Linked DNA regions of Mus musculus: regions 1, 2, 3, 4, 5 and 6 are each linked to region 7. A link is a contact called in public Hi-C and promoter capture Hi-C data. All regions are on one chromosome and are shown on one strand. The core of a region is the stretch at or near the end of the contact, and the rest is flanking DNA. Distances in the headings are between cores, read along the strand shown. Region 1 holds the start of Eef1akmt2 (EEF1A lysine methyltransferase 2). Region 2 holds the start of Oat (ornithine aminotransferase). Region 3 holds the start of Wdr11 (WD repeat domain 11). Region 4 holds the start of Lhpp (phospholysine phosphohistidine inorganic pyrophosphate phosphatase). Region 5 overlaps Fam53b (family with sequence similarity 53, member B). Region 6 has its middle 26 kb from the start of Ctbp2. Region 7 holds the start of 2310057M21Rik (RIKEN cDNA 2310057M21 gene).

Region 1 (3,326 bases), core at 365-2,864, 1.5 Mb before region 7:
ACCGACGCTGGCAACCTCAAGTTCTACAAGTCTGCCTGTGGCCTCACACAAGTGGTGCTCAGTGGGAGGGGCTGTGTCCCTCCTATAGTTCTGCTTCTCTCTGGTGCTAGGCAGCTTACCCAGTGGAACCTCTCTCCCAGCCAAGAATCCCGTTTCCCTGGGTGATCAGAGGTGGTGCCCCACAGTCCTCAGCACTAAGCAGCCAGAATAATCCTTCCTGGAGCCAGAGAAGAAACTTGGTATAAACCATGTTGGGTCCCCCCACCTCCCCCAGGGCTCCATACCGACAACTGTTTATAGCTTTCATCACACACAGCAAAAACATCTTAACTGTTGGCAAGACATGAGGCTGAAGATGGGCTTATCTTTCATGGATGCTTCTTAATTAAAACCTAAAACTTTTAAAGACCCAGTCTGTCACACTCAGGCTTTCTTTCTGTAGCATCTAGAGTCTAGAAAAGATCAAAACAGCTACTTGCCCAGGGCAGCACTAATTGGCTGTGGTATCCGGTGGTTTTAGTGCTCTGTAATAAGGTTACTTACGCTCTTTCTTGAGTTCTTTAATCACTATGTACATGGATTTCCATCTGCCCTTTACTTTATTCTTTACTGCCAGAAGATCTTGGAACACCATGTATAGGAGCAGACGAACTGCTCAAACTGGGAGGGCAACATGTGTTGCCGTTTGCCTCAAGGGACTTGTTACTGGGCTTCTGTCTTCGAAGTCAACAGAAACGTAGTCCTGGAAACAAGTTCTTGTTGGAAGGCAGCTTGCTAGGGGCCTCTGAGATCCTTGCCTTAGACATTGAACCATGTTTATCTGAGTATTTCATGGCTAGTACAGACAAGATCTGACACCTAAGATCTTTTGCATTGTATTGCAGAACTACTGGCTGTAGTCAGACCATTAGGCATAAGATATCTCAGGTTCAATCAGACTTGAAGAACAAGTATCTTTTTATTTTGAGCAAACTAGAGTGAACAAACTAAAGCATGTAGAGGTTGAGATTTGGACAGGCTCAGATGACTAGCTGGGGACAGAGCAAGAACCTCTGAGGCCCCCTAGTATTTGTACTCATTTTATCATAATTCCATGGCTGGTGGTGGTACCCTGGGTGGCCCAAAGGCATTCAATTCCTTGGCCATTAGCTCTTAAAAGGTCAGCCGGTTTTATCAGTTCATTTTTCATAATTCTAGCCACAAATGAAATTAGTCTTTTGGTCGGGAAGGCAGCAATGCAATGAGGCCGGCCGCCCTATCCACTTTCCAGATAGGTCTTGAAAGAGTGAGATGACAAGCATTTGGGCTGAAGGCTGTGCGTTTCAGACGGTTTTTGTGGTTTCCGGCAGCTTGTTTTCCAAAGTGCAGTATTTTGAACGATGACTTACAGACAGCAGTCCCCAGATTTGGTCACTTTGAGAGCTAGAGAGTAAGGGGTAAATGTAATGTTGGCTGGAAGGCTATCTTGGCTTCTCTAGCCAGCATTGCACACTTAGCGGCCTCTAAGCAGCCTCGGTTCTTTGCTGTGCTTGGCCTCCCAAGGTCTGGTCTGGAGCATTAGAGAGACAGCCTCCTATTGCCTAGAGAGGCCAGGTCCGCGCCTCCCCTCTGCCCAAATCGCGTCTCTATGGCGGCTTCGAGCGCAGAGCGACATGAACGCGGATGCTGAGGGCCACAGCGGTGCTGTGGTCCCCGCGCAATCTCCAGAGGGCAGTTCCGCGGCGGATGACTTCGTCCCGTCCGCGCTGGGGACACGAGAGCAGTGAGTGTGGCGGGGAGGGTGAGCGGGCGTCTGAGGCCCGGAAGGAGATGGCGCCCTCTCCTGAATGGGGCCTGAGGGAGGAGGGCGGAGGCGACCTGTGGTGGCTTAAGGGGCGAGATCGCAAGCACTCCCCAAGCACTTCAAGGGATGCAAGCCCACCCGAGGCCCTTGGGGAGTCCGTGTAGGGGTCTGGAATCTGGCTGAGGGAAAGGGGGGAGAGAGTTGGGCAACATTATACAAAGGCCCGAGAGAGGTCCCCACAGAGCTGTGAGATCCCGGAGCAGGAGGTAGTCGAAATGGAAGATGCTCTAAACTGGGAGCTAGGGAGATAGATGGTAGGGGTTCTGGGGAAAGAAAGATGAATCTCAGAAATTAATGGATAAGCATATAGAGGAGTGCGGGGAGGGGGTTTAGGCATTAAGATGAGAGGGAATTTTAGAGGAGGGAGCAGGGATTTTAGAGATGAAATAGGAAGAGAAAGCGGATGATAATGGGAAGGGTTGCAGTTTTGAGGATTAAGAAAAGATTTAATGGGCGAACTAGAATACAGGGAGAGGCAGAGACTGTTGTAGCACTTAATTTTAAGTTCATTTTATCTTGGCTGCGTTCACTGTGAGCAAACAGTTGACCTACTGATTAGAAAATCCTGGATCTGCATATAGAAGACCAACTTTGGAGTAACAAACTCAGTTTGTGCAGTTCACTTTTGGACTTGCGACTGAGACTTAGAGATCCTTGGACAATTGCCCCTTTTTATTTAAGATAAAATGTGTATAGGAGTGTTCATCCGATGGGTATAAGTACTTGTACGATTCATCCTGCTTATCCATAATTTTTATTCTTTTAACCCAAGGAATTTTTTTAAATGCACTATATGCATTTATTGATAACACTAATAATGTTTAAGGCTGTTGTAAGGAGCCATGAACTTCAATGGAAATATTTGTTTAATTCACAAAAGACAGTTTAATTTGAGATTCTTGCTTCACATTTCATTGTTTATATAGTTGGGATGCTGTTTATGAGAGAGAACTGAGAACATTCCAAGAATATGGGGATACAGGAGAAATCTGGTAAGTTAAGCTGAGGAATTGTTTGTGTGGGTGTGAGAGCATGAACATGTGGACTTAAAACAACAAAGCAGCCTTGAGCTCTTCAGAAGCTCGGGGCTGAATCTGGCTTCTGTGACAGCTTTAAAATCAATTTCTCTCTCTCTCTCTCCTTGTTCTCATTTTTTATTTTTTATTTTTTTTTTTTTTGAGACAAGGTTTTTCTGATAGCCTGGGCTGTCCTGGAACTCACTTGCAGACCAGGCTAGTCCCATACTCAGAGATCCACCTGCCTCTGGCTTTACTGACAGCTTTTAAATGCGTCTTTTCTGTTTTAATGGCCCAGACTTACATTGCTCATAGCGCTAGAAAGTTGCTTTCGTTCCATAGTTGTCATTTTCTTTTTTTTTTAGAAAGTAAGAACCAGCATTTGCTGATGTCCAAAAAGGCAGAGTTATTAGGGCACCATGTTTAAGGATTAATGTTGCTGTAGATAGAATATGTGTGTTTATAGA
Region 2 (3,750 bases), core at 215-2,714, 1.2 Mb before region 7:
CTGCTATGGCTGTTGAATGTCTTCTATTTGTCTCTCTACCTGGGTCTTCTTTTGTTTGTCTTTACATGTGTCTGGTGTGTTTGTGTACCAGTGTTTGCATGAGTGTGGGTACACAAGGTCTGGTGTCTTCCATGATTGATTCCTACGTATTTAAATATATTTAATTGAGCCTGGGTTTCTCACTTGAACCCAGAGCTCTAGGAATTGTCCTGTCTCTACCTCCCTGAACGCTGGGATTTCAGATGGGTCTCGATGCCCACTCAGCGTTTATGTAGGCTCTGGGGACCTGAACTCTGGTCTCTTTATGCTTGCCCAACAATCACTTTACCTACTGAACCATTTCCTCTGCTCTTTCCCATCCCACTTTCTTTTCCTCCTCTTTCTGATCTTGCTCTGTGTCTAGGGAGGCTAGTTTGTGGGGATTGTCTTTTCTCTTGTTTTCTCAAGTCAGGGTTTCTCTCTGTACCTCTGGCTGCCCTGGAACTCTCTCTGTAGACCAGGCTGGCCTAGAACTCATAGAGATCCACCTGCCTCTGCCTCCTGAGTCCTGGGATTAAAGGTGTGCACCACCACCACTACTACCACCAGTCTTAACAGACTCCTTAGGCTCCTGGCTCCCTCCAAGTAGTCTTTCCTCAAACTCCTCTCTCTTTGGGGTTCTAGAAACCCCACATCTAGCCCTGGATACGTGGACTGACAGTGGCTCTCCCTGGTGTGCCAGTCCCTCCATCCTTGTGCTTTCTTATTCACACACATTCTTTCCAAACTGGAGTGTGAAATCTTTCTGCCTGACCCTGAAGTGTAAGGTAGTGAATCACTGGCCCTCTGTGGTCTACAGCTTTTGGTACAGGATTGGATAACTCTTCTATTCTCTTCATATTTTCTGATTTATAACGAGCGTTATAGACAAAAATGATACCTAAGCACCTTCTGATTGTGTTTATCCTGCAATATCCTTTTCCGGTTTGAGTTTTAACCATGGTAGTGGAGGGAGTGCAGGCAAGTCTATACTGCGTAGCTGTCATTTCCAACCACTTATAACAACAGTTAATAACATCCGGGCGGCGTTTTACAGCTGCAGAGATGATACTAGAAGCATCAGTAATCTGTTTTGTCATTTTGGTACGTGAGGGTTCAAGGTCATGTGGTTTCAGCATTTAAGATATGATGTTGCTCCCAACAGGCTCTTTCAGGAAAGGTTTTGGAAGGTCCCTGGGCTAGAGAAACGCAGTGAGAGGCCACCATTCCTTCGGGCCTCCGTTCCCCTTCGGGTAAAAGAAAGCGAACTGCTCCAAGTTCAGTGCAGAGCTCAAGCGCCACAGGCACAAAAGCAGACTGCGCACTTGGGGAAGGCAGCAGAACTTGGCGCCCGGAGGCTCAAGGCCGGGTGGGTGGGGCGAGAGTGAGCCTCTTGTGATTGGTGTGCGGCCCTCCGCCTTAACCAATGAACTGAGAGAACGGGCGGGGGCGGGACAGACACGTCGTCTTAAACGACCTGACGCGCCGGGCAGCCACATCGCGCTTCGTGGCTGAAGTACAGTCAGTGTCGCTTAGCGGACGCTGTCAGGTACGACGTACGCGCCGGGGCTGGGCCAGAGCGACTAGGGCCCACTCGGTGTTCTGGAGTCTCCGCCGGGGCAACACTGGAATCTCCGGGTCTAGGGCGCCACGCAGGCCCGGGGTGGGGCGGGCTCGGCGTGAGGACGGGCGGGGCACGGCTTGGGCTCACTGTCCCCGGGGGACTCGGCTAAGGGGACTGGGGCCTTGGAGGTCTCGACTTTGAAAAGGCGGCGTTGAGGGCGCGGGGCACCACGAGCAGCTTGGCGGGGGGTGGGTGGGGGGTGGGGGTGGGAAGAGGAGGGAAGGACCCGATCCCTGGGGACAGAACTGCGAACTTGTGGTCGCGTCACCGGGAGGGGGCGCTGATGCGGACCAAGTCCGAGCTCCTTGGGCAGCTTTTACGTCTCGTGGCAGATCATACCCATCCCTCCCCAATCCCCACTTCTCTTCAGTCCTAAACCAAATAAGAGGATTGAGGAAGTGACGTGCACTCTGTGATGAGATGGTGGCTAAGGATTGGCCCACAGGGCTCTCTGCACGAAGAGCCCCCTCCTTAGGCCTTTGACAAGCTATGTTGAACCTCAGTAAATTCCAGTCTAATTGTGGGGAGCTCTTGCTGCCAGCAAATCTTGCCTCAGGCCTACAGCAATGCCCGGGAGTACATTTACCTTGTAGATGTGTCAAGATATATTAAGGGAGGAGTGGTTTTGGAATGAAGTGGCTTTGCTACTTGAATAACCTCTGATTTCTCCACCCTAAATTTTCTTGATCAAACTTGTTAGTGTCTGTAGGTAAATTAATTTTATGTAACTTGTAACTGTACTTTAAATTGTATGTGTGTGATCAGGAATGAATGCGCCATCCGAGGCCAGAGGGATTCGATACCCCTGGAGCAGTTCTTGATAGTTGTGCCATGTAATGTGGGTGTTAGGAACCAAACTCTGGTCTTCTGCAAGCATAGTAGGTGATCTTAACTGCTGAGCCATCTTTCCAGCCCCTAAAACTTTAATTAGTACATATTTTAAAAGGTATTTTTTCCTGTCTCATCTATTTACCTTCCGGTCTACTTTTACTATGGTTATATGGATATGTATTTTATGCTCTTTGCAGAGTTCTTGAGGATGAGCCAAACTGTATACCTGTATACTTTTTTTTTTTTTTAGATTTATTTATTTATTATACGTAAGTACACTGTAGCTGTCTTCAGACACTCCAGAAGAGGGCATCAGATTTCATTATGGATGGTTGTGAGCCCCCATGTGGTTGCTGGGATTTGAACTCAGGACCTTCAGAAGAGCAGTCGGTGCTCTTAACCACCGAGCCTTCTCCCCAGCCCCCAAACTGTATACTTTTAAAAATAGTAATGAATGGGTAGTGATGTGGAGGTGTGTGGAGGGTGCGGTGTAGTTGGTTCAATCCTTTCCCAGTAGTGTTACTTTAGTTGTTTGCCAGTGACGCACTTGAGGTGAATTTTAGCCAGAATATTGGTTACATAAAACAAAGCTTATGTTGACAGACCTTCCAAAAAAAAGAAAAAAAAATTAAGGGCTGCATTTGTGAATGGTTACCTCAGAAAAGTAAATATTTAACAAGCGCCAAACCAAATTTACTTCTCAAGCTGAAGATTTTCAATGGCTTTTGGATGACTTTACCCTGCTGTTTCTTTTAGAGCAATTTAAGGAAAGGTTATTTAATAAGGCAGACTAAACAAATTCTTCCAAATGCAGCCCTTAATGGAGACTGTACTGTGGAGATATTCCTGTGAGCTAATGGGGAAGGGAATAATGGTGGCCTGAAATTAAACATAGGTGTTCAACATGCTCGGCCTGTCGTTAGTTCTTATGTTTGGGCTCTTATATCTGCTAAATATAAATAGCAGATAGATAATAAATAGGAATAATCTATATATCTATCTATCAATCATCTTTGGTTTCTCGAGACAGGGTTCCTCTGGGTAGCTCTGGCTGTCCCAGACTCACTTTGTAGACCAAACTGGCATCAACTCTGAACCCTTGATGAAAAGATGAGTTTCCATAGGAGGACAGAGAAGTAGCCTCTCAGAGCTGAGTTATTTTGATGCAGGATGGGTGACCTGGTTACCTGGCTTGTCTGGTTGCTACCTTGCCTCCCTCAGGAGTTGTGTGTTCAGGAAGGCTCTTCTTCACCTGCCAGACAAGAGAATACCAGCAG
Region 3 (3,704 bases), core at 949-3,448, 1.8 Mb after region 7:
GCTTGATGTTGGAGAAACCAGTGATTCCTTGGATATAGCACAAATAAATGGAAAAGTAAAATAAAGAATAAATTATATCAAAATTAAAACCATTTGTTCTTGAAAAGGCACTGTCAAAAGAAATGAAAAGAAGACCAAATAATAAGAGAAAATATCTGCAGGTTATGCGTCTGATAAGGGGCTCATTCAGGTCACGATTTAATAGTAACAAGGCAACACATTTCAAAGTGGGCCAAGAATCAGAGTAGGCATTTTTCTTAGTTACTTAATTACTAATGTGAACAGACACCATGACCAAGGCAGCTCTTATAAGGACAACATTTAATTGGGGCTGGCTCACAGGTTCTGAGGTTCAGTCCATTATCATCAAGGCTGGAGCATGGCAGAGTCCAGGCAGGCATGGTGCAGGAGGAGATGAGAGTTCTACATTTTCATTTGAAAGCTGCTAGTAAAACACTGACTTCCAAGCAGCTAGAATGAGGGTCTTAAAGCCCACATCCACAGTGACACACCTACTCCAACAGGGCCACACCTTCTAATAGTGCCACTCCCTGGGCCGAGCATATACAAACGGTCACAGGGCTTTTACAAAGACACACAAATAACCAGCAAGTCTATGAAAAGATGTTCATGAAATCACAGATTATATTCGCCATGAAATCACAAATCAAAACCACAGTGTGACTCACACCCACAAAGACAGTTACACTTTATATTTTCTTAGCACATGGTAGTCAGTGTTCAAAACTAATGGATGAGGGGGTGCTATGGTAAATGACAGAACTGGTATTTCCACTCACCTTTTCAAAGTGCCCCAGAACTAGCACTTAACAATGTATTCTGGATTGACATTAAGTCATGGGTATGTAAATGCTAGGCAACCCTAGATAATTGTATTTATATCTATGACTTAATGAGAACCTGATGACGTATTAAACTTGAGGTTATGGGGCTGATGTGTGACTTAACTTACCTTAACAATATCAGCTTTATGTTTTTCTAGAACTTGTAGAGTTTGGGCAGTATTGGAATCGATCACTACCACCAGTGAATGGCATCCATATGCAATTAAACCTTGCCAGCCCCTGGCGAAACAAGTGTTAAAATATAAAACAAAGCGACTCAACTTTGCCTATCATAAACAAATCTAGTTCACATGTGCCATTATTAGTAGTACTTCTTAAAGTGAAAGGCTTGTGATATTGTTCCATTTACAAAACACCCCCAGCTAAGTTTACAAATATTTATTGAGACTCATTTTCACTCAGATCAACAGTTCTAAAAGATATCTACAAAGAGCTCTGATGTGCAAAACCAATCTGGGCTGGTTTTGTATGAACACATGCTGTCTTATTCAGCATTTAATAACATTTATTTTTTATAACAACATAGAATCCACAATGCCCCTAGGATGAGTGACTAGTCTTAGTCCTTTCAATCAGATAAAAAAGTACATGAGAGGTCTCAGCCTCCGCAGCAACATTCCTAGCACAACAGTAATAGGATTTGCCTCACATGGTTAGTTCTCAGAACCTGGGTGTTATTTCACTGTGGAAAGAGAACTGGCTGTGGAGGCCGTGCTTCACGGGAACCAGTAAAGATAAAAGTGGGAGTAGGTAAGTGACAGGACACAGTTTGGGGCATTGTTGAATGCATCTAAGTGAAAAAGAGGAGTCTGAAAGAGTAAGAAAGAGTCAGGACCAGGAAGAGAAAAGGAGACAAGGAGAGAAGCCCTCCCGGGTGCAGGCTGGGGAAGAGGAAATGGGGACAGTAAAGGAATGAGATGCGGAGAAAGAACCCAGGACTGAAACTGTCTGCACCGAGGACCTGCCGGCTCCAGGCATTTGCGACTTATAGGACAACACAAATGTCTCAACTAAAAGCAAATCTGCGAGCTGTGGGACGCTGGCCGCGGTCTAGGCGAGGAAAACCGGAAGCCCAGTGTTCTTCCCCGTCCCCTCGCGAACTGCGGCCGAGGCCGGAAGCACTGCCCTCACCAGTCCACCGCCGCCTTGTTGTGCGCGTTGAGAGCCCCGGTGAGGGTGCGCGCTGACACCTTGAAGTTTACGGTGTAGGGTAACATCGCGGCGGCACCCCGGCCCTCCCCACCGGCAGGCAGGAAGCGACACGAGCAGCTCTTCCGTTCCAAAGTCCGGGTAGTCGCGTCCGCGCCAGCAGTTGGGTTCCGTGAAATCCCAGGTTCCTCCTTCCAATAGTCCGTCGTCTCTCCAGGAACTAGGACTTCTAGGTTCCTCCCTCTCCAAAGTTCCGAAACTCAAGTGAATCCCATGGAGTGTGGGTTGGAGCTAAGCATGGAAGAGGGGTTCTGCTACCAGTCGCATCTGCTTTCTTCCTTTTGGGAGAAAGATTGCTGGAAATCGTGAAAACAAAACAATAAAACTCCCAGTTTGCTTTTCTGCCTTTGATATGTTAATTTAGGGCAACTACCATTGCCAGCCACTGTTTGTTGTAGAAGGGTCCTGCATGAGAAGACACAGTGACTGTCTACTCACTAATGCTCACTAATGTTTGTTCTCTTTTTATTATGTGATAACTATCCTGGCTAATAGGGTTTGCATAACTCGCTCCCAAAGGACCATGTATTAAAAAACGTGATTTTCCCTACTTTAGGAAGAAGGGCCCATTGGGAGGTTTTTAGATCACTAGGAGAAGCGCCCAGGTTGGGGTGGGAGGTGCTGTTGAAGGGAATTGTTGGACCCTGGTCTTTTCCTCCTTATTTTTTGTGGCCCATGAAGTGAAAGGTTTTGCCATCTTGCTGTGCATCGTCACCATGGTATAGGTTCAAGAACAATGGGGCAAACCAGGCATGGACTAGAAGCTCCGAGATATTGTCCTTTAGAGACTGAGTATCTCGGGTGCTTGTTTCAGATTTGGAAATCTGGCCAACACACAAGTGAGGTGAGGAAGACTCAGTGAGTAAAGATGTTGAGTGTCTTTTAGCAGCAATTTAGCCATTTGTAATTATTTTTAAAAATACCCTATTGGGATATTTTAGCTCACTTTGTCTTTTCACTTCTGAGTTATAAGTATTCTTCGTTTATTATAAATTGAAGTTCCTTTTCATATATATATACATATATAATGTTTATTAAAATATACAAAAGTATGTGTTGAATAAACATATAATATAGAAATATATTTTATGATATGTATATTATATGATATATAGCACAATACATTATAGAAATTATATATTATAATATGTAGTATTATAAAATATACATACATAATATAAATACATACTATGTTTATATATAGATTATATTACAATATTTATATATAAGATTTATATTAAAACATATAAGATGTATATAAAAAAACCACTGTCGTTCCATAAATGTCAACATGAACCTTGAGTCAATTGGCTACGCAAATATTCCCAGCAAAGTCAAAGGCTGCAGTTAAGAGGACTTAAGTGTGTTCTCCAGCACCAGAGTGAGACAGCTCACAACCACCTGTAATTCCAACTCCCAGGGTTCACACCCTTCTAGACTCTAGTGCTCCTGCTCCTACACAAGAACATACCCTCACATAAACACATAGTTGAAATGAAAGGAAATCTTAAAAAATGATGAAATGAAACAAATGTTGGTAAGTTGTTCTTTTGATATTCTTTACTATATATGTAGATTTCATCTGTATTTTTAGTTACTGAAACTGCATAGCATGATGACTCTTGGAAC
Region 4 (3,397 bases), core at 685-3,184, 1.2 Mb before region 7:
AAAAAAAAAAAAAAAGAACCTATTGGTATAGTTTGAATTTGCATTTCTAATGCAACGGGTGGAGCATCTTTCCTGCGCTGAGGGGGTCACCAGTGTCTCTTTCCTGGTGAGTCTTCTGTCTTCTGTCCACATTCTCACTCAATGGCTGACTTTTTTGATTTATATATTCTGGGCCATAGATGTGAAAGCTTTCTTGGCAAGATGCCAAAAGAAACCTCATTTTCATTATACATATTTGTACATGTATCCATGTTCATATGTGTGTGTGTGTGTGTGTGTGTGTGCGTGTGTGTAGATACACATGTATGACACCGGTAATCTCAATTGGCAGCTCGATGAGAGCTAGCATCATCCAGAAGACAAGCATCTGGGCCTGTCTGTGGGTGGACTCTCTTCAGCTGTTAATTAAAGTGGGAAGTCACTTCCTACAGGTGGCACTATCCCGGGGCTTATATGCTTTGGCACTATCTTCACGTATACTCATCTATGGTGAGTGACTCAGTTTATTCATTTGAGCACAAACTATGGTCTACCTTCCTTCCAATGAGATCCTCATAACGTCCTGGCTGCTTACATCGTCCAGTGTCTGTCCCGCTACACTCTAAGAGGGGCCTCCACAGAATTAACTGCTCATATCCAAGGCTCAGTGAAACAAAGCCAGCCTTAAGTTCTGGAGTTAGTGGAGACAATGTAGAAGCCAGAAAGACATGTAAACTGGACTTTCACCCACCCAGAAGGTCTAGGTGTTTCCTAGGACTAGCTGTCCCATACCAGTCCCTTTCACTGTGCTACAAAACATAGTCTGTGTCCTTGTTACACCATCAGTGCCACCCCTCTTGCTCAAGTGTTCTCTCTCTCCACAACCATACGCGCGCGCGCACGCACACACACGCACACACACACACACACAAACAGATAAGTAGGGGAGGGCCTCTCGGGATCAAAGGACTTACTTAACTGCAAATAAGTAAATAGTGCTAGTTAGGTCAGGGTACCCCAGAGAGTGATATTGAGAGAATAATGCTAAACAATGAGCAGCCTCCAACTGCTCATCCACATTACACAAAGCTATCTGCGGACCAAAGACAAATAGCCCAGGTTTAATGCCAATTGTGGTCTCTGACAGCATTCTGCATTGGCAAGGTGTAATGAGCCAGACCCCTTGTCCTCCTCAAATCAAAACCAATACAAGAGAATTAGATGGCTAGCCATGTATATGATTTAAAGTTTTCTAAGAGAAACAGGTGGATCATTTGAATAGTTTACTTAGCCTAGTATATTAAAAATAGTCACTTAAACGTGTAAGCAACATCAAGAAATATTTTAAAGTAACTTTTCCATTTATTTACTTTTAAGATGGAGGACATGCATGGAGGGCAGAGAGAGGCAACTTACGGTAGCCACCGTTCTTATTCTACCATGTGGGTCCCAAGAATTGAACTCAGGTGTCACACACAACTGGCAATGAGTGTCTTTACCCATGGAGCCATCTCCCCGGCCTAACAGGTTGCAATATTAATGAGATAGTCTACACTTTTTGAATCTGTATTTTACTTGCAAGTTAACCAACTGCTTCCAAAACACAGCTTCAACCCATAAATGCCTAGGACCAACCCAACCTTCCCCCGACAAGGTTCCTAGCCAGCCTGAGGGGTGGAGCTAGCACTCGAGAAGGCGGAGCTAGCGCGAACGCCCCGCCCCCGGTAGTTGACACAGCCGGGAACCCCCTGCATTGAGCTCACTAACCTCGCCACTGCCTCCACAGAGCCTGCGATAGCGGTTGCACCGCTTGCGCTGCTATCACATAGCACCCCGGAGATGTCAAGCAGCACTCCCCGCACGCCCGTCAGCCGCTCAGCCCATGCGGCCATCGTGTCCAGCTATAAATCCGAACTCGGCGTCGCCGCTGCTTTTATCCCGCAGCCACGCCTCCCGCGCGGGGTTGCCTGGGAAATGTAATCCGCGGCGGGCGGGCCGGGAGCAAACTGGGAACCACGTGGACCAGCCTGACGCTTGACTATCAGGAAAAGCAGTGAACGCATCCTGCGGAAGGAGTTCAAACCCCTAAGAGTCAGGACATGACAACTTGAAATGAAAAGTGAAACAGTCCAGGAGGGATGGCTCTCACCTGTAATCCCCAGCAGGGCTGAGAGTGTGAAGCCAAGATGCCACAAGGGGGTAAAGGTGTTTGGCACAAAACTTAACTTTAATTCTATTCCCAGGACCCATACAATAGCAGGAGAAAACCTATTCCTGACATTGTCCCCAGATCTCCCCACGAGTGCATGCACACACACGTATACTAATTAAATAAATGAAATTTTAAGTGTTGGAGACATCCTAGCCTCAGTAGTGAGGTTCTGTCTCAAAAATGGAAGAGAGAGGGAGAGATCTTGCAGGCGGTTAGATGGCACCATCCAATTCCTTGGAAACACACTAAAGGAACGTGTGCAAACAGAATGACTGCGGTGTAAATAAATGATAATGCCAAGACAAGCTGAAGAAAATTAATGTAGAGGATACAGGTTGCATATCAGAGATGCTGAAAGAAATGTGCTGAAAGAAAGATCAGCCAGGGGAGGTGGCAGAAGCAGCTGAAGCTCTCAGAGTTTGAGGTCAGCCTGTTGCGAGTTCCAGGACAGCATGGACTACACAGAGAAATCCTGTCTCAAAAAAAACAAAAAAACAAAACAAAACAAAAAGAGGGGAAGGGGATTGGAGAGAGAAGGGGGAGGGAGGGGGAAGACAGGGGGGAGAGGGACAGAAAGGGAGAAGGAGAGAGAGAGAGAGACTCCCGCTAACTACCTTGGAAAACTCTTCTGTTCTAACATTATATGAAAAACACAAATTCAAAAGTTATATGCAGACAACAGCCTTGCAAAAATAAAGAGCATGGTAATATGAGTAGAAAAAAACACCAAATTTTATGTGTCTCGGGAGGCCAGAAGAGGGTGTTGATCCCTGAAACAAGAATTATATATAGACCCTGATGATTAATGATGTGGGTGCTGGGACTGAACTCTGGTCCATCTGAAAGACCATCCAGTGCTCTTAACCACTGAGCCACCTCTCCAGCACCCAGAATGTTAGAACTTTAACGCATTTCAACAAAGTGTGCATTATTCTTTTGATGAGCTTACCAGAGGAGCTGCTCGCAAGAGAAATAAAAGGTATAATGTCTACCCTGAGTGGGTTTACTGTGCTAGAGATCAATATTATACAGAGAGACTGAAGAAGCTGCTCTAACTTGAGAAAGTTTGCTTACATCGGGCAAGAAAGAGCTTACAGATTTGGGGGTTAGGAAGTGAAGGCTGGAGAATCAGGCTGGAGTCCTGCATAACCAGGAGTTATGTGTCTATAAATCCAATAATCACTGAAGGAAAACCCCAGACTCAAA
Region 5 (3,357 bases), core at 411-2,910, 1.4 Mb before region 7:
CTCATTATGGATGGTTGTGAGCCACCATGTGGTTGCTGGGATTTGAACTCAGGACCTTCGGAAGAGCAGTCAATGCTCTTAACCACTGAGTCATCTCTCCAGCCCCACACTTTGTTGCTTCTTAAAGCAGAGGTGTGCCTACTGGTTATTATTCCCCAGATTTGCCAAATACTGATCTGTGTTCTGCCTGCAGACTTATTTATCCTTGACATTCTCTGTACACAGAACCACACAGCACACATCCTTTAGTGCCTGCCTTCTCTCTCTCTCTCTTTCTCTCTCTCTCTCTCCCCTCCTCCTCCTCCTCCTCCTCCTCTCCCTCTTTCTCTCTCTCCCCCCCCTCTTTCTCCTCTCCCTCTATCTCTCCTTCCCTTCTTCTTCTTCCCTCCCTCCCTCCCTCCTCTCTCACACACTCACACACACTCACACTCAGACACTCACATTCACTCCTAGGCCTGTTCCAGAAGTTGTGAGATCTGATTGCACATCCATTAGGTGTGAAAATTGGGACAAGTCTCTTCCTCCTTCAGCCTTGATTGGCCCATCTGTAGGGTAAGATGGTTGCCACTGGCTGAGACTCACTCACTTTTCCAGTATGGATTCCTATTCCCTGAGTTACATTCCATGGCTCACAATATCTAGAATGGCAGCAATCAGCTCTAGAGATAGAGCTGAGAAGACCCTGGTGTGCAACAGTCCTGCCTCCTGGGTCCAGTTGCAATCTCTTAGAATACACAGCTTCTAAGCAGCTGCAGACAGCCAGGGCCCGTCACCCTCTCTGAGGGCCAGGACCCACCTGTGTGCCCCAGAGCTGCTGTGGAGGCTGCTCCAGGACTCTGCTGGCCAGGACTGCCCTGAAGGCTGTGGGCTAAGACGGCATTGGCTTGGGCCCCTAGCCAGATCCCTGTGTGCTTTGGAAAGATCCCTTAACTTCTGTTAAGCAAAGAATCCTCTTCACAGCAAACTGAGTGAAGTGGTTTCACAAACTCCTTCCTGAGTTTGCACTGAGTGGAATGTTCACTGAAGAAACAAAATGTTTGTTTTCTAATTGTGAGGGCTTAGGGAGGCCCTTGAAGTTGGCTTCCACACCCTCTGTGTTCAGGCATGCCACCTGCCATCCTGGGGCCTAGAGCAGGAACAGAAACCTTCATGTGTCCTGTTGGGTGGCAGCAGAGAGGAGACACTGGCTAACGGCCATTCAGAAAATCTGCAGGGTTCTAGACCTCCAAGATCTTTTCTTACCCACTCTAGGTCGGGGCCCTTCAGTAACACTGTGAGGCAGTCCGTGAACTAGGTGGTGGGGCTTGACCAGGGTTCCCTGTATGGTTGTGGGGCATGATCAGGATTCCCTGTATGGTTGTGGGGCATGATCAGGGTTCCCTGTATGGTTGTGGGCATGACCAGGGTTCCCTGTATGGTTGTGGGGCATGACCAGGATTCCCTGTATGGTTGTGGGCATGACCAGGGTTCTTTGTATGGTTGGCAGGGAACAGAGTAAAAATAGGAACGTGAGGCCTGCTCCAAAACGAGGCGTGCAAGGTTGAGTATACTAGGGATCGAGCATGCCAGTGAAAGAAGGGAGGTAGGAGCTTGGGTAGCCAGAACAGTTGGCAGGAGAGGGCGTTCACATGACTGCACGGTCCAGAGCACATGTTGGGAGCAATGAGTTGACTGGAGTAGGGCCAGGCTCTGGCCTGTCTGGAAGGTTTGAGCCAGTGAGCATCGCTCTAGCCAATCCTTAAGAACTCTGAGTCACGTGGTTAGCTTGGGCGTTTCCTGTTACAAAACAGCCCCGCCCTGACAGCGCTCTATTTGATGGGTGATATCAGGGACTCTGTTGGGCCTTTCTTTTACTCCTCAGGGGTCTGGTCCTGCTATCTCTGGCTAAGGCCGCTGGCCCTTGGTCTGTTTTTCATGTTCCTAGGTTCTTAGGGGGCTATGCCTGTTCCAAAAATGACAAGCTCTATATTAGGTCATCTTCTTCAAGTCCATTCTACCATCTGGTCCTGGAGCCTCCAGCATTACCCAAGACTAGAGCACAACATGTAGAATATAACAGGAAGGTGGTCCCCAGAGGTACAGCAAGGGAGAACCAGAACAGAGAAAGCCAAGGTCCAGAGTGACTGTGGGTAGGAAGGTTTTTCCTGAAGGGGGCTTCTCAAAGCTTTGTGGTGCTTTTCCTGTGGTGGCTCTGAGAATGGCAGGATTTAGCAGCCATATAACATCCCTGTGGCTTTCTGGCCTAGAGGCAACTCCCAGAGTTTTGAAGTACATCATGTCTCCTGGTCCCTGGTCCCCTGTTAGTAAGAAAGGACAAATGAGTGCCTGAGCTGAGATAGGCCCTGTAGTCTGTTGCTCATTGGTATAGGTCCTAGTGGGGTAGCCACAATCTCCCAGCATGAAGCAGGTGCTTGCAGGGCATTTGAAGGGACATTGGGACGCAGTGGCCCACAAAGGAAGGCAGGAACCTTCCCAGTTACAGGGCTGGCTTCCACACAGCAGGTATTTACCACCCCCATTAGTCTGTTGGCTTCTAGAGCCTGTGATCTGGGAAGAGTCCGGAGTCTTTGGTGACAAGTCAGCGGTGCTCTCAGAGTCCCTTCTGTCCTCAGTCCTGGCATCCTGGCTCCCACCCAGTTTTCCAGCCAACATTTCCTACATTCCTGAGGGTCAGGAGGCCATCCAGGCTTTAAAAGGCCCAGAGGTGAGCACTACACAGAAGTGGGTTGGGTGTGGTGCTGCTGACCCTGCTTAAAAGAGTATGTGTCAAAAGCCAAGTCTGGTGGCCTCTAACCCCAGCACTCAGGCAGCAGAGCAGGTGGATCTATGTGAGTTTTAGGCTAGCCAGAGTTACACAGTGAGATTCTGTCTCAAAATAAATAAATAAACAAATCAAAACAAAATCTAGGAAACTACATGCTTTGTCAGCCCCAGCACAAAGGAGACATAGAACACTTGTCTCGTGGCCTATTGTTTTGAGATGCTTGCACAGTTCTTTGTTTGTTTTGTTTTTTTTTTGTTTTTTCGAGACAGGGTTTCTCTGTATAGCCCTGGCTGTCCTGGAACTCACTTTGTAGACCAGGCTGGCCTCAAACTCAGAAATCCACCTGTTTCTGCCTCCCAAGTGCTGGGATTAAAGGCGTGCGCCACCACCGCCCGGCCGCTTGCACAGTTCTGTTGTCCAAGTGTGTGCTGGGTAGGAAATGGCTCCACTCAGGCAGATCCAAGGGCCCAGCCTCATGCAAGGCCAGCTGGAGCCAGGCTACCCACCTGGCCGCACAGACTGGCTTTGTGATGGTGGCATCTTAAGGAAGACGTGAGGTGGCCCTAAGAGCTAGAATATGGGGACTAAAATGT
Region 6 (3,671 bases), core at 936-3,435, 1.7 Mb before region 7:
GCACGCCCAGAAGCTCTCACCACCTCCTGTCTATGTTTACATTAGAAGTTTGTCCCATCTGAATGAATTCACAAAACTTTACATTCCTCCTAAAACTGTCATCCACAGAAAACACCACATTTATTTCAGGTGATGTAGCTAAACCCCTATTGAGTTTGCTCGCCCTGTGAGTTGATAAATCGTATTATTTCACTTGGTAGGAATCAGCAGTTTTATGTGGCAATTAATTTTTTTCTACTCAACGGAAGCCAAAGGATGAGGAATTTGTCTTTGTGCTTATTGAGAAGAACTAGGAAATTCTGTGGAAGGAATGTCATATGGATTGCTATGTTAAGGTGGCCTCCTCATAGGTGGCCTAGCATGCTCCATTGTTTTCTTCCCCTGGTAAAGGCAGAGGCAGTGGACAAATACCCACTCCTCTTTGGGATGGGATGGGCCTTATGGCGTGTTTACAGATGTAGCTTGCAGATAAACCCAATCCAGATTTCTTCAAAGAGTGCCCAGAATAACTTTAGCCTTCCAGCAAGCTTTCTGTAGAGGCTGACCGTGTGGCTGAGGTAGCTTGTGGGTCTTTCTTGCTGGGGCTAATGGATGCTCTGCAGGGTAGTGGGGCCGTGGCAGCTAAGGTGTGTCAGGGCAGCTGGTCAAGACTGAGCACTGCTCTCCAGGACCCTTCCAAAGGGTCTGAGTGTCCTGGCTGGGAGTGACTTTGCAGGGGCCTGGTCCAAAGAAAGTAATCTGAACTCAGCCAGCCTCCCAGAGGCCCAACAGTGTGCCCTTTCCCGAGGCTCGCCATTCGTAGGCACCAGAACTAAGTGCTCTGGTGGGCTTCACTAGAAACTCGACTGTATGAAGAGTTGTGTCTGTTCCCAGAGTCTTCCTAACAGTTTCGCAAAAATAATGGCACTTTCCCCATTTCACAGGTTTTATTTGGGAGGGAGAGAGGGTGTGTGTGTGTGTGTGTGTGTGTGTGTGTGTGTGTGTGTGTGTGTGTGTTTGGTTTGTTCATTCATGTTCATTCCTGAGTACTTGTTGAGCCAAGAGGACACCCTTTCAGGTTTAGTTCTGAAGCCCCACCCCTAGGCACACCCCTTCCCCTTTGAGATAAGGTCTTTCTCATTGGCCTGGAACTTACCGAGCAGGCTAGGCTGGTTGGCTGGTTGACCCAGGAATCCACACATTTTCCTGAGATTTCAAGGACATGCCACCAACCACACCTGGCTCTTCTGGGAATCAAAGCGTGGTCCTCCTGCTTACAAGGCTAGCGCCTCACCCACAGATCCAGCTCCTCAGCCCATAGATGGGCAGGTTTGTTTCTTTGTGAAAGCATTATTTATGGAAGCTAAGGTTCCTGGCCTGTGTCACAAACTCCTGCCCCGCTATATATTTTTTTTAAAGCAAATCTTCCCCACAGTCTCCTAACAGCGCTATTTTTGCATTGTGTGTCAGTAAAAGACAAAGATGGCCTCCTCTGAGAGGACCCACCCCTCCTAGGCGTCTAGGACTCAGGATGGAGAACCCCTGCTTTAGCTGACCCCTGTGTACTAGCTTGCCTCTGAGCCCTGCTGCAGGCTTACTCGCTTTTGCCTCTGCAATTGTGTGAGGCCCTTCATCTTCACATTCCAAATAAGTGAACTGAAATCTGTGAGAGTATGGGTCCTGTTAACTCTAGACACAACTGGACCTCTGAGGTTCAGGGTCCTCGCCCCCACCACCTCTAGACGATAAATCTGACCACGTCCTACAATTTTGAGTAGGGTAACAACACCTAATTTCTTAAACTTCTGGAGAGGAAGTGAGTACTTTTGAGATGCACAGGGCTCTTTGGGCTCTGGAATGTTCTTATCACCACACCTGTTGCCCATGGGCTGTTGGGGGAGGGGCGGAGTGGCTATTGAATGAGATAGAGGTGAGAACCTCTGCCTCAGAGTGCCCCTGAGCTAGCTGCTCCACCAGAGGGGGCAGTTCCACCCTTGGGACATCAGCAAGCTTTTTTTTCTTTTCCTTTTCCTTTTTCTTTTTCTTTTTTTAAACAACAACAACAAAAAAAAACCAGCAGAGGATAAAATGTTCGCTATAGTGAGCTGCTGAGCCCTAACACATTCCCAGATACTGGTAAGGCCTTAGTTGAGAACAGTGTGCTCAGCGTGTTGGATTGGCTCCAGGAAGGATGTTTTTAGTACAAATAAAATGATACATACCAGGGCTGTTTGCCTCTGCTGGAATCCAGTAAGAGGCCAGCATTGCAAGGCCCAGGGTCTAATAGGGCTGGCTGTGAGGTGCCCTCAGGCATACCTCCTGGGCCAGCTAGAAGATTCCAGAACAGCATAAATCATACACAGATGTCACACTACATGCCCTTCTTCCCTTTCCTTTCCTTGGGTAGATTAGTCCTGGACCAAGCTTTATATGTCTCCTGTGGGAAAGTGGGTCAGTTTTGGTTTATATGACATAAAACTAATGTACTCCTCTAAGACCCCTCCTTCCAGCTTCCTGTCTCCTCCTGGTCAAGGTCTGTCCACGTGGTACTCTAGCATCTCTCCCATAAGGCTATCCTGTGTATCTGTAGGCAGAGTTGAGATGGACACACAGGCACTTGGTCCGGTAGCGTCATGTTTGCTGTCTCCTCCTGGTCGCGGTCTGACCACCTGGTACTCTAGCATCTTCCCCTTACGAGTATCCTGCATGTAACTGTAGACAGTCGAGATGGCGTCTCTGGGCCTTCTAAAGCATAAGCATAGGCACTCGGTCCTGTAGCATCCTGTTAGTCACACACTGGGCACCCAGCACTGCTGGTGGAGTATCATGGCTGCTGGGGAGAAGTGGTGTTGTCACCTAAAAGCTTTTTTTGACTCTGACTTTTCTTAGATTCGATCCCCTGTGACTTGTTTGTGAGATTTGTCCCTGAGACAAAGGAGCAGACAGTGTGTGTACCATGGTGATTCAGTGGAAGTGTGAAGTGGAGTAGCTCAAGAGGCTTGCAGCCTTTGTTTTCCTGTGTGGATTCCCTTTCCAGTGTTTCTGGGGAGGGTAAAAATAGCTGGTGGTGCCTTAAAATAAGTGCCATGTGGAGTGTGTGTGGATCCAATGCACAGCCACATACGTCCAGCCTCCATAGTGTTCCTTCAGAGAACCACTTCACCCACCCCCACAAGTTCTAAAGATGAGGCCTGACATCTTGGATCTTTCCCTGGGAGAGATGATCCCCAGGGAAACAGGCCTTGTATTGTGGTTTGCTGAACTCACTAGTGAACTGTGAAGTCCCAAAGATGAGCCTGTTTTCTGTCTCAGTGTCTCGCTCAAAAGATCAGCAAAATCAAGCCCTATATAATCTTCCAAATGCACACTGGTTTTTTTTTTTTTTTTTTTTTTTTTTTTTTTTTTTGCCCCCACAGCAAGCAGAGACAAAGACTGGCAACATCCTGTGAGCCACTACCCCATATCTTCAACTCCCAGAGATGGTTGCTCCCAAGGTCAAGGTTGAAGGCAAAACCCTGATTTTGGACTATTGAGTAGGGAAAGGTGTGATGTTGCCTGGTTTGGCTCCTTCCTTCTGATGGGTCCAGCAGGATCTGTGTGAATCAGAATAGGTGCTGGCATTTCTTGGATCCAAGCAAAATTCAAAATTTCCCCTGAATGCTCTGGCTTAGACTCCTACAGCTTGTTCGTTC
Region 7 (3,516 bases), core at 665-3,164:
AGTCTTCTGATTCATCAGCCTTATTTAAGGAAGTAAAAACCCGCAAGGTATTATTAATCTTGCACGCAAACCTGCAAGTTAGTGTTTCTAGAGTGTACTTCCATTAGGACTGTCTACACGTATTAACCTAGTTTATAACCAGAGGAGCCGGAAATACAGAGTAACAGGGCAAGACACTGCAAAGGCCTTCTTGCCACCGGCCGGTTTCAGGTTTACCCTGAATCTGATCTCCTTGAGCTGGAGAATCCTATGGAAAACTACTCAACTCCACTCTAGGAACCAAAGGTCAGAATGGCCAAGATAACGTATCTTAGCCTTTGTTGAAACTGCTTGTTTGTGCGGAACCTCCTCCAGCTAACTGTTCTTCTAAGTTGCTCATTTGTTCAGAACCCTCCTTGGTGGCTGGCTAACAGCTCATCTTAGCTTCTGTTAAAACTGCTTACTCCGTAGTGCTCTGATGCAGCAGCCAAGGGAGATGCCTTCGCTTTAAGGTCTCTTAAAATCCCATGTTCTGGACACTCAGGGGCTATACCTAGAATAAAGACTTTCAATTGGTTGTGCACTCTGAGGGGGCTCCCCATACTAAACAGAACAAGAATGATGACCACTTAGAATGTGGGGAATTTCTTTTAAAAATATAAATTGAGCCTTTTAGAATTAAAGGTTACTGTTTCTAGATTTTGTTTATACTGAATCTCTGATTTCTCTTTCAAACTTGATGAACACATTATACATACACTCTGGTGACTGTCTATAGAATTCAATCATCTTTTTCTTGATGACATAAACACGTTTTTTGAACAGGGGTACACATACAGACTAAAATGAAAATTAAAGCAAAACGTTTTTTCTGAGCGATGAACAAAAAGTTCTGGGACAAAACTAGGTTATGGCTGAACAAAACTTCCCCAGAAATTATATATAAGGCCTCAAGCACAACTTTAAAATTCAGGTACTCCACATTTCTGTAAACAAATTTCTCCCCTCGCCTCAATAGATGTTTAAATTATCTACACAACCCACTTCAGGAAGATAATGGGGGTGGGTATGGGGTGGAACGACAGCCGATACCTAGCTTTCTTTCCAATGAGTATAAAGTTTCAAGTCCCACTTGTCACCACAGAAAGTTTGACCGTACAATGTACTTCTGAAGGGACCAAGGCCCATTGCCAGTTTTTGTCAAGGTTATGAGTGAGAAACCTTAAGTCGCAGCTTTGAGCCTCTTGGACATTTTTAACCTTGAGAATTCTGTCATTTAGGACGTGCAAGCACGCTCCACCGGGTTCCTGAGGCTCGGAAGCCGGGTCTTAGTGGGTTCAGTGTTTAGTGCCTTCGGCCACTCAGCATTATTCTGCAATGCTAAGCGCCGCGCTCCACTCTACAGCCCACGGAGGTGACCTGAGCAGTGAAACAACGCGATCAGCCGTGGTCGCACTGCTTCAAAAGCAGCCTGCATGGCCTTCACTCCACGGGCTGGCGCAGGAAGGGTCCCCGGAGTCCTCTTCCGAGGACCTCGGATTGGGAGCTGGCTTTACAGGCTGCTTGAGCCAAGGAGACCGCACCTATCTGCTTTGGTACCACCCTCAGGGTGCCGACACCGCCCAGGCGCCACCCCACCTCCCACCCTAAAGCGTCGCTGCTTTGCCAACGTGGAAATAAACCCCTGGGTTCCCGCGCGCAGAGCACTGCGCATGCGCGCGGCACCTGCCCCAGGAGCGGAGGAATTCCGCGCACGAGCCAACCCCTGGCTCTTTTCCGCGGAGATTTTAAACCAACTTCTGGAAGGGAGACGAACACGCATGCGCACGTGTGGTGGTTGGGTCCCGGGATGGGAAGGGTTGGAGTGGGATGGGGTGGGGTCGGGGGAAGAACCGGAAGTTGTGCTGAACCTTCACCTCCCCTGGGCACTGAAGGAAACGCAAGCTCTGCGAGAGAGGTTCCGACGCCGCCTGGGTTGGAGGAGACAGAATGGAGACCGCGATCGAAGACGCGGGACTGGACCGCGGCCCGACGCTGACCTCGTCCTGGGATGCGGCGTGCGGGGCGCTGACCCAAAGCCTTTTTCTTACCCGGACTGGGCCACGTGCCCAAGACTTGGACTTCGAGCAGCTACTGGAGCCGCCAGCTCCGAGGTGCGCCGGGCCAGGGCCGGGGTCGGGTGACAGTCACGCTGCTGAGGAGCCGGGAGGAGGACGGGAGCCGAGACGGGCGAGGGAGCCGAGCGAGGCCGCGGGGACGGCATGGGGGAGAGCGGTGGTGCCTGGAGGTGGGCGAGGCTGCGGGCAAAGGGTGCGCGCTGGGCCGGAGAGGCCGGGAAACTCGTGTTCAAGATGCCCTCCTGTTACAATCCTCCTCGCCCCCCACCCGCGAACGCCCCCAGTCTTCTATTTGGGGGGAACAAGAACCACGGCGTCTTGGAAAAAGACACATGGTTGTTTTAACATTCAGTAAACGCTTTTAATTGACTGCGAATGAATTAGATAGTTGAATAGGCTGTCCACGGTCTAGGAAAAGTGGACGGGAATGAATGCCCTGACGCCTCAAACCTCTGTTCCTTATTAATTCTGTGAGAAGTATCTGTGGGTGATGGGGAAGGTTCTTGGTTCTCATGGCAAGTAGAGGTGAGTTTGAAAGGATTAATGGGTTATGCTTCTACTCGGAAAACTTATCTCTGTGATTTTTTTTTTTCAATTTTCTTCTCAGCCAGGATCCGGTTAGTCTGAAAAGCAGCCTGAGCCCCCGAGATGAAAACCCCTGCTTCATTTACCTGAACTGTGGCCCTAATGGGGGTGAAGAAATCCTTTCGGTTGGCGTTCTGAGTTCAGCAAGAAACATGGAAGTATACTTAGGAGAGGAGTATTGTGGAACCAGTCGAGGCAAGACTGCCTGCACTGTCCTGGATGACAGGTTTGTGACTTGTCTAGATGAAAGTGTTCATATGAATCAGTGTCTTTATTCTCAGCTCGTAATGTTTGTGGATTTTCTGAGACTGACAGGACAGGAGTCATTAGGGAAGAGAAGTTAAAAACATGCCAATAGACATAGGTTAGACCACTAAGCCTTCCAACGGCAGGGTTGATGAGCAAGCTTAAAAATATGGAGATTTCGGGCTAGTTAACTGGAAGTGAGTTGGCGGGTCACTGGTAATTAGTGGAAGAGCTTTATTAGAATGCAGTCCAGGTAAGCATTCTTGTTCTCACGTATCTCAGCAGGATCTGTTTAACAACCATTAGACATTCTGAAACTGACTCTCTTCCCTTCTAGAAGGCTCCTTGTGATTGATATATCAAACTAAGACTGTCACGGCAGCCTATTTACTGACCTATTAAAAGATGGACAGTTTGTGATTTTTTTTTCCCCCCAGTCTTGTACAGGGTTCTGCCCAGATCTGTCCTGAACATAATGCATGCTCTAGGTCCTGCCTGTGTTGGAAAGAATAGTAGTGTTTATAGAGCGTTAAAGTATGCCATGTGCTCCCTCGTTCAGTCCCCCATATAGCTGGCAAGTGGTAGGTAC

Evidence for each region. Promoter capture Hi-C pulls out the DNA fragments that hold promoters and counts their contacts. Hi-C and Micro-C count contacts between places; a contact is called where the count stands out from the background. Capture Hi-C pulls out chosen DNA fragments and counts their contacts.
Region 1: a contact with region 7 is called in a promoter capture Hi-C map of adipose tissue, with 3 times the contacts expected there. The contact joins the promoter of Eef1akmt2 here to the promoter of 2310057M21Rik in region 7. A contact is called at or near these places in 8 of 39 promoter capture datasets (the 3T3-L1 cell line, the C10 cell line, frontonasal cranial neural crest and 3 more), 2 of 484 Hi-C or Micro-C datasets (B cells and adipose-derived mesenchymal stem cells), 6 of 115 datasets of contacts at active chromatin or transcription factors (astrocytes, embryonic stem cells, large pre-B cells and 3 more) and 2 of 9 other capture datasets (adipose tissue and liver).
Region 2: a Hi-C map of B cells shows a contact between it and region 7, with 10 read pairs. The contact joins the promoter of Oat here to the promoter of 2310057M21Rik in region 7. A contact is called at or near these places in 17 of 39 promoter capture datasets (the 3T3-L1 cell line, 3T3-L1-derived adipocytes, the C10 cell line and 12 more), 4 of 484 Hi-C or Micro-C datasets (B cells, the G1E-ER4 cell line, pre-B cells and 1 more), 8 of 115 datasets of contacts at active chromatin or transcription factors (astrocytes, embryonic forebrain, extraembryonic endoderm stem cells and 4 more) and 2 of 9 other capture datasets (adipose tissue and liver).
Region 3: a Hi-C map of CD4 T cells shows a contact between it and region 7, with 4 times the contacts expected there. The contact joins the promoter of Wdr11 here to the promoter of 2310057M21Rik in region 7. A contact is called at or near these places in 9 of 39 promoter capture datasets (the 3T3-L1 cell line, 3T3-L1-derived adipocytes, HPC-7-derived erythroid cells and 4 more) and 1 of 484 Hi-C or Micro-C datasets (CD4 T cells).
Region 4: a promoter capture Hi-C map of liver shows a contact between it and region 7, with 2.0 times the contacts expected there. The contact joins the promoter of Lhpp here to the promoter of 2310057M21Rik in region 7. A contact is called at or near these places in 4 of 39 promoter capture datasets (the C10 cell line, hematopoietic stem and progenitor cells, liver and 1 more), 1 of 484 Hi-C or Micro-C datasets (B cells), 4 of 115 datasets of contacts at active chromatin or transcription factors (astrocytes, large pre-B cells, pancreatic cancer cells and 1 more) and 1 of 9 other capture datasets (adipose tissue).
Region 5: a promoter capture Hi-C map of liver shows a contact between it and region 7, with 2.3 times the contacts expected there. The contact joins the enhancer-like site here to the promoter of 2310057M21Rik in region 7. A contact is called at or near these places in 5 of 39 promoter capture datasets (3T3-L1-derived adipocytes, the C10 cell line, the HPC-7 cell line and 2 more) and 1 of 115 datasets of contacts at active chromatin or transcription factors (large pre-B cells).
Region 6: a contact with region 7 is called in a promoter capture Hi-C map of trophoblast stem cells, with 10 times the contacts expected there. The contact joins the enhancer-like site here to the promoter of 2310057M21Rik in region 7. A contact is called at or near these places in 5 of 39 promoter capture datasets (the C10 cell line, the HPC-7 cell line, liver and 2 more), 1 of 115 datasets of contacts at active chromatin or transcription factors (large pre-B cells) and 1 of 9 other capture datasets (adipose tissue).

Annotation. Positions count from the first base shown.
Region 1 is chr7:132,850,935-132,854,260 of GRCm38.p6, reverse strand. It overlaps Eef1akmt2 (EEF1A lysine methyltransferase 2), which reads left to right and starts at 1,614. Exons shown (of 6, transcript NM_028095.1): 1 at 1,614-1,762; 2 at 2,770-2,835. The coding sequence starts at 1,653.
Region 2 is chr7:132,574,112-132,577,861 of GRCm38.p6, reverse strand. It overlaps Oat (ornithine aminotransferase), which reads left to right and starts at 1,464. Exons shown (of 10, transcript NM_016978.2): 1 at 1,464-1,567.
Region 3 is chr7:129,590,357-129,594,060 of GRCm38.p6, reverse strand. Wdr11 (WD repeat domain 11) reads right to left here and starts at 2,198. Exons shown (of 29, transcript NM_172255.3): 1 at 1,998-2,198; 2 at 974-1,085. The coding sequence starts at 2,083.
Region 4 is chr7:132,609,180-132,612,576 of GRCm38.p6, reverse strand. It overlaps Lhpp (phospholysine phosphohistidine inorganic pyrophosphate phosphatase), which reads right to left and starts at 1,934. Exons shown (of 7, transcript NM_029609.1): 1 at 1,747-1,934. The coding sequence starts at 1,871.
Region 5 is chr7:132,722,439-132,725,795 of GRCm38.p6, reverse strand. All of the region lies in intron 4 of Fam53b (family with sequence similarity 53, member B), which reads left to right. Among named protein-coding and RNA genes, the nearest start is that of Fam53b, 90 kb to the left of the region's middle. Within about 2 kb of position 1,660, at least 125 of the 459 cell types and tissues checked have an H3K27ac peak or open chromatin away from gene starts, as enhancers often do. A contact at or near this core is called in 3T3-L1-derived adipocytes, the HPC-7 cell line and liver, where this site is marked.
Region 6 is chr7:133,039,430-133,043,100 of GRCm38.p6, reverse strand. It overlaps a transcript of Ctbp2 not described here. Among named protein-coding and RNA genes, the nearest start is that of Ctbp2, 26 kb to the right of the region's middle. Within about 2 kb of position 2,185, at least 37 of the 459 cell types and tissues checked have an H3K27ac peak or open chromatin away from gene starts, as enhancers often do. A contact at or near this core is called in adipose tissue and trophoblast stem cells, where this site is marked.
Region 7 is chr7:131,361,124-131,364,639 of GRCm38.p6, reverse strand. 2310057M21Rik (RIKEN cDNA 2310057M21 gene) reads left to right here and starts at 1,914. Exons shown (of 6, transcript NM_026655.4): 1 at 1,914-2,132; 2 at 2,704-2,907. The coding sequence starts at 1,969.